Regions from separate parts of the Zea mays genome. Here region 2 is linked to region 1. Evidence: chromatin contacts called from public Hi-C data. All regions are on one chromosome and are shown on one strand. Each heading gives the region's core, a stretch centred on a gene start, on an enhancer-like site or on the middle of the called end of the contact. The rest is flanking DNA. Distances are from core to core; before and after follow the strand shown. Region 1 holds the start of LOC100193615. Region 2 holds the start of LOC100285680 (ubiquitin-protein ligase).

Evidence for each region. A called contact is a pair of places that touch in the nucleus more often than the background predicts.
Region 2: a contact with region 1 is called in a Hi-C map of endosperm, with 2.3 times the contacts expected there. The contact joins the promoter of LOC100285680 here to the promoter of LOC100193615 in region 1. A contact is called at or near these places in 5 of 25 Hi-C or Micro-C datasets (bundle sheath, ear, endosperm and 2 more).

What each region holds. Positions count from the first base shown.
Region 1 is chr4:184,747,099-184,750,892 of Zm-B73-REFERENCE-NAM-5.0, forward strand. LOC100193615 reads right to left here and starts at 2,392. Exons shown (of 3, transcript NM_001138716.2): 1 at 1,543-2,392; 2 at 681-1,103; 3 at 211-547. The coding sequence starts at 2,046. The coding sequence ends at 437.
Region 2 is chr4:185,149,905-185,153,557 of Zm-B73-REFERENCE-NAM-5.0, forward strand. LOC100285680 (ubiquitin-protein ligase) reads right to left here and starts at 1,841. Exons shown (of 3, transcript NM_001158571.1): 1 at 1,127-1,841; 2 at 316-662. The coding sequence starts at 635.

The DNA of each region.
Region 1 (3,794 bases), core at 1,142-3,641:
ATTCTTGTCTGGCGAAAGCGTGCAGACTGGTCAGACAAAACAGATTCCTGAAGCAAAAAAGCGCTGGTCGTCCACGAGTTCACGGACCTCGAACAGGTCACCCGTGTGCGCTGCGCACGCAGCAGGCGTCGTCTCGATCTCGACCGATCGGTGCTAATAATTGGCGCTGACGCGGGAATAGATGCGAATGAATCTGAATTCTGGGTAGATACACACGAATAATACAGTACTACTAAAACATGTTTAATTGCAAGAGACTGAGCTGGTCCAACCGATACATGTTTAATTGCACGCAAACGACGTATGGAGCGCGTGGTAGCACCGCGTGACAGTGGCGCCAATTGCGACTTGCCAGTGCGTTTTCCAATATTAGGATCGAATTGGTGGTGTTGCAACAACAATACATGACACCTGCTAAAACAGACTTGCCGCTACGCTACGCGGCTAGTAGGTGACGGCTGGCGCGCTCGTCGGAGATCTTGCCGAGTATGTCGTTCACCGCGGCGGCGATGTCGTCGACCGACGACAGCCGGCACTGGTCCTCCATCTGCATGCAGCAGCAAGGACCACGAGGATCGAGAATGTGTTAGTGTTACTGGCTGCTCAGCTCATCAGCTGGAGACTGGAGTCCATCGTTGCAGTGTTGCCGGTAGTCTGTTGTTATACTAGCTGTTAGTTACCTTGAGGCTGAGAGAGTACAAGACCAGCTGGTCGGCGGTGGTGGTCACGTTGAGGTGGAGCACGGTGAGGCCGAGGCACTGCAGCGCCACCACCATCCTCAGCAGCTGCCTGGGCCGCCGCGGCGTGACCACCTTCACGCTCGCGTGGCTCTCCGCCACGGCCACCTCGATGTCGGCCACGCCCCGCCGCGCCCCCGCCGCGCAGGCGCCGCCGCCGGAGCCAGCACCGTCACCAGAGCCAGCGACGACACCCGTCGCGGCGGTGGAGTACTGAGGGAACGTGAACAAGCCGGCGAACGGCGCCGGCGCCGGTGGCTCGGTGCACCCCTGGCGCCGCCGCTTCTGCGCCTCCAGCGACTGCAGCAGGTGCTCCAGCTCCTTGACGAAGTTGATGGCACCGGCCACGATCGACGCCTGGTCACCCTGCACCAACCAACCACATCAGCGCTCGATCGGTCGCGTAGGAGACTGTAGGGAGCACGCACGTTGCAAAGGGAACATGCCATTCGGTCGGTCGCGACCAAGGGCTCGGCGCTCAAGAAGGTGCGCGGCTTTTGATGAACGATGATGATGCCTGCAGTGCAGTACACACGATCCCTAGAGATTCCGTGACATGTGCCACCAAAGCGCGGCGAGGCAGCTCCAGCGGATGGCCAGGGGCCAGAGGGAGGGGGGCAGCAAGATTTGACATCCGTTACAGTAAAAGCTGGGCGGGGCCGGCAGCGGCAATCAGCAGCACGGTGGAATGCCAAGCCGTTCGTGCACATGCATGGCATTGGTGACATGACCTGCAAAGCTCTTGCGGCTAGGATACTGCCGGGGAGCGGCAGCCATGGAGGAGATCGTGTGCGTGCGTACGTACCCGCTGCGGGTAGGAGGGCGGCAAGGCGGAGCGGAGCACGGAGAGGTACTCGTTCATCTGCCGCCGCCGGTTGCGCTCCACGGCAATGTGGTTGCGCCGCTGGCTCTCCACCTCCTCCGTGTTCTTCACCGCCTTCGGGCGTTGCCGCCGTCTCCGCCGCGCCGCGGCAGCTGCCTTGCCGTGCCCGGACGATGGCGCTGCGACGGCGGCGGAGGGCGCCGGCGGCAGCGGAGGGGACGCGGAGAGCCGGTGCCGCACGTCGTCCCAGCACTCCTCCACGGCACCAGCAGGTGGAGTGGAGCACGGGCAGAGCGCCGCGTCCCAGCACTCCCACGTGGTGGCCGCGCCGGCACCGGGCGCATCGCTGGCCTCTCCTTGCAGAACCACACCGCCGTTGTCCTCGACCTCCTCGGTGCGGAAGCCGCAGGCCAGTGACGACGCCGAGCGCGCCTTGGCAGTGCCCGCTAGGTGCTCCTTCGGGAACACCACCGCTTCCAGCGCCATGGCCTGCCCTTCCCTCCTGCCCTCCTTCCTAGCTACCTGCCACGACTCGGCGTCTGCTGCACGGGGTGAGTTAGAGCTGCATGCTGGGCAGGCAACAACTGCGACTGCGAGTAGCGCTCAGCTTGGTTGCCCTCGCCACGATGGCCGTGGACATGGAGGAGGAGGAGGAGGAGGAGGAGGAAGAGGAGTGACGAAGTGGCCCTTTAAAAAGGGGTTGTGGAATAACATGGATGAGCAATGGAGACAACGACCCGGTCTGCCACGGGGGGCATGGACCCTGGAACGCGAGGGCGGGGCGCCGGGGCGGTCAGTGGAGGCAAACGACACATATCCGCTCTGGAGCCACTACGTGTCTCCTATACGGATCCGTATTTTTCAAATGCTGCCTTGATTGTTTTGCGCTAGTCGGGCTTGACCAGAGCATCCTAGCATAGCAGGATGACTCTGGCCAACAACAGTTAAGCGTGGTGCAGTCGCAAGAGACCGAACATGGGCAGCTCATGGCATGCCCTCGCCCCACCGATCGCTGAACGAGAACGACGCATGCGTTCTGCACAGTCACTGCGTCACAGCACCACTCAGTCGGGATGGGAACCAGGACTCCTGCCCCTGCAAGAGTTCCCCGATTGAGAAAGCCAAGTACGCGCACCTGCCATCGCCGACGGGTAACCCAAAGCTCGCAACGCAAGAGGGACTGAGGCCCTCACTACACTAGGCTGCAGGTCTCGTGGCAATCCCGGTCCTGAAGGCTTTTTGCCCCGGATTTGAGGGGACGAGCGATGAGATACCATCCATGCCCGCTTAGCTGCCAATTAACGCTACCGAGCTCCGGTTGGACGGACGCGGACCCTCATCAACTTGGTCGAGTGCACACTGCAGACACACACACACACATACTAGCTAGTCCTGTTGACTTAACTGCCCATTTGGCATTTGCCATCTCTGCTGCGCTGGAGCCCGAAAGGCACCGGTCGCCATTAGTCTCCCGTCTCACGCCCGCGCTGGCCCCGTTCGTTCACCCCACGCCCAGCCTGCACGCCGCCGTGACCGACGGCGCCCGGCCATGTTCGGGAACACTACTGCCCGAAGGCGCGCCGTCACGTCGCGGGTGCGAGAAGCCTAGGCGACAGTGACACCACCGTCGCGAGACCCGAGAAAACGCCGGGCTCGTCGTCCTCCTCGTGCAACGGAGAGCAGGTAGCCGTGCGGAGACATGGCCATGGCCTAGCGCCCTGGCCCCTGCCCGCCCCTCCTGGATGCAAAGGGAGCCGACGAGACCGGCTGGGGATACGGGGAAAAGACGGGTGGTGCACGCGTCGGTACGAGCGGGCGTAGGTAGGCAGCGCGCCGGCTGCCGCGGGGCCGGGTCACCCGTGGTGGAATCTGGGAAACCCCGGGTCGTCCCGTCCCGCCGCGGTCGCTCGCAGCCGCAGCTGTTCGATTGGGATGGCACTGTTGGTTGATGCGTCATGCACCTGATCGAACAGCTGCGTGAGGCCGAGCCAACTGGCGAGAGCTGCAGCTGCTCCGGCGTCCGGCCCGCTCGGTCAGGCGGTCAGTGTCGAAAACCTCAGCGCAGCTGCGATCGGACCGTCCGCGCGATCGCTGTGCGTGTGGCGGAATGAAGATGCTGCTACGCTACAGCAAACAGGCGTTTTCGTTGTGAATCGTGGTGTCAGGCGTGGTAGGGTAGCAGCCTAGCAGGAGTTGCCGCCGGCGTATTGATACGTATCTACAATTCAAGATAG
Region 2 (3,653 bases), core at 591-3,090, 400 kb after region 1:
CAATCAATCAATCAGAACGATCCCTAAGCCAGCCTAGACAAATAAAATGGACCTGAATTCGCACATCAGAAATTCAAAATAGAAAGGCTTGTTCTGACTGAGACAACCGACAGCCTGAAACGAAACCAGACAGATAGGCTTAGAATTCTAATCTATTGCTCTACGCAAACGAGCTAGAATTCTAATCTACTGCAGATGAACAACACAAGAATTTGACAGAACTGTTCAGTGTTCTGTTCACTGCCCACAGGAATCGTGACAAAATGAAATTAAATAAAATAAAAAACAGAGAGCATTGCCAGATCTCACACTTACTTGTCTGCGATGAACGAGAAGAGCGGATCGCAGGGCAGCCCGGAGACGCTGATCCGGCGGCACGAGCCGCCGCTGCGGCCGACGAGCAGCTCCACCATGCGGCCGATCTGCTCCGGCTTGCTTTGCTGCTGGCTCCACTCCTCGATGTCGATCTCCTGCCAGCAGTAGGGGCCGGCGACCACCCGCCCCCAGGACTTGCACACCCGCGGCAGGACGGTGAGCACCTCCTGGAGCGGCAGGTTGCGGAAGATGAGCCCCAGCGCGTCCGGCAGCAGCTCCTCCCAGCACCTGTACTCCTTGCCGTCCTCGCACTCCCCCATCACTTCCCTTCCCTTCCCTTCCCTTTCCTGTACCAGGCGAAGCACCGCCCTTATTACGAGCTATCCCATCCATTACGACTGAATGAAGAATGCCAACTGCCGCAGCTCAGGTTAAAACGCGAGTGGGGAATAAGAGCTACTGCTACGTGATTTCGTGCGCCAATCTCCTCACATCAAAGAAGCTGAGAAGAACTCAAGTCAACTGAACACAGATCTTGCAAGTAGACTGAGGCAAGCAAAAACAAGAGATAAGCGAACATTTTGAGAGATCAGATAGAAGGAAAATGCGATTCTTATCAAGCAACCTCATAAAATTTTCTAACCAAGACATCAGAAACCACCGAAGGATGCGGGGAAGCTAATTCCTCGCCCCTCTCCAACCGAGAGCCAAAGCATTTTTTTATTTATTTCCATTTCTTCCAAGCGAGTGCGGGGGGGGGGGGGGGGGGGGGGGGGGGGGGGGGGGGGGGGGGGGGGAGGGGGCAGCTTACCTTGGAGATCACTCAAGAGCCAGAGCCCAGAGATACTAAAAGCGGCAGTCTTCCAGCAGTAAAAATGGCTTTGTGTGCCCTGCGAGCAAACCTAAAGAAGGCAAAAGCACGCGAGAGTGGTGGCAACTGATACGATGTAGTAGTAAGCACCATCCAAAAGCCGGCTAGAAAAAAGCAGCTTCATTAAACGCTAACAATACTGGCTCCAATCACAGGGTACCAGGAAGAGGAAGGCGCGGCACAGATCTAAAAGAGAAGGCCTCTTGCGGCTGCAGGGACGGAAAGCGCAGCATGCCAATTGGCGAGCATCCCGCATACCATTTCTTCCACCCCGTGGCCGCACCAAACAGAAGCTACGGCTCCCAGGTAATTTGTGTGTGTGGGGAAGGACGCGAAAGCTTCGCCCTTTTTGGGGGTCGAAGCTGAAGAACACCGTCTTTGCCCAGCATAAAAATTTGCGCGAGAGAGAACAGCGGAAGAAACTCCGGAGCAGGCAAGCAGCTATCTATCATTACGGTTCGGGGGGGAGGGAGGGATTTTTATTGCCCGCGTATATTTACCGGATTGGTGGTGCGGAGACGAAGGCCCAGATTCCAATTCGGATCTGCGGGAGGCGGCACCTTGTGGAGGAGGGGAAGGGGACTGATCCGGCTGGACTGGACTTGAGGGAGAATCGAGAGGGCGACCCTGAGAATGAGGATGTGTTGGGCACCAGAAGAAGACGGGAGACTGAAGAAGGCTGCGGGCTAGTAGCTTCCGTTCCGTATGTGCGTGTGTGTTCTCGACTTCTCGTTGTCGAGGAGGAGAGAAAAAAAAACGCGCGGCGCGCAGTGGATGCAGCTGCAATCCGCAGATATTGCACGGCACGTTGGGAATTGTTTTTTTTTTTGGGTCTCTCTTCCCGCATAAATTCAAACAAGAATTTACTGTATTTACCAGCCAATGAAGACGGTAAAAATGTGAAGCATTATTCAGACAGCAGCAGCAGGAGAGGTTTTCAGTTGAACAAAAAAATTGTTGGATCTGGTTGGATGTACTGCAAGTGGAGCTGGACCTGCAGCTTTAATTAATCTATAAAAATAAAATATTATAGAAACCCCATCAATCCACAGAAAATGGTTACCATTACCACAACTAGAGTAGAATTCTAAAGTCGTGTCATGTTGACTTTTATTATTATGGAACCAAAGCTGATTTCATCACTGATTCGACACGGCTCAGCATTACTGCGAAGCGAAGCTAGAGAAACTACTGGCGGATGCGCCAGGGTTAGGTAGATTTCGTTGATAGTAAAAACTGTCACGCCGACGCTGCTGGGCGTCAAGGATAGATATACGGGAGCATGGGGGCTAATATAAAAATACAAAATGACTATTACCGAAGACAGCGGCACAAAGGTCACGTCAGTGTGCAGTGGACCAACGCTTTGGGCCTCCGCCGCATCGCCATTTCAGCCGTTAGGAGGTGGTGTGTGACGAGCACTGTATCGCCACAGTCGGTGCTTCCGTCTGTTTTACTTAAGAAGTTGGCACTTTCTCGGCGACGCGACGCCGCCGATGCAACGTGCGGTTCCGCTGTCACAGTGAGTGAACTGCAGCAGCGAGGTCAAATTATTAATCAGAACTCACCTCCAAACGTAGTTGTATTTTTTTTTGCATCGATGATTTATCAGAACTTTTTTGGGCATTGGCCCGTTTAACATCAACTGAAGGCTTCGAAGCCAGCACTACTACTACTAGCCAGGGAGGCAGGGGACTCTGTGGATTTCTGTCTCTCTCTTTCTCAGACCTTGTTCGTCAATCGTCACTACGCCTACTAGCTAGCGTTAGCCGTGAGTCATGTGAACGTGTCTGCCAGGGACGTGCGGCTGCATGATGGCGAGGTAGGACAAGTGTGGATTCCTTTCCCTGTCGCGTTGAATGACAAGCCCGTGGCACCGTGCCCGTGTCGGCCGGTTGCCCTTCCTTCAACACCTAGGACTGTCTGAGAGAAGAGTGTGTATAGCTTGACCGTAGCTCGTGTAGCCCACCCTGGCCGTGCACGCATGCATGCTGCCTGTCGCCGGACAGTTTTCTTATTAGTAATAGGGTTCGCACGAAGGCATGCATTCTGCAAGTGCCACTGTTCTGGGGGCTCCAATCCATGCAGAATCCTTGACCCGCGGCCTCCATTATTGAACGTACGTCTGTATATTGAAAACCAGACCGCGTTCAAAGTGTGTAATGTAATCTGCCGTTCGCACAGCGGCGGGAAAAAATAAATAAAAGGAGAGCGTCTTGCTCTCCCGTCGTCTTTATAAACCTTCGTTTCACACCATCTCGTTTGTCGTTGAAGCTAAGCGCTACGGCAGGCAGCAGCGACGATTAGGGAAGCGAGGTCGGTGACCGGCGGTGAACTTGCTGCTGCTGATAGCCTCCCTAGAATCGATTTAGGGCCCGTTCGGTTGTACCGGAATAAGCCAGGATTCATTCCAGCTCATCAAAATCTATATAAATTAGAGAAGTAATCCGGCTAGGAATTAATCCGT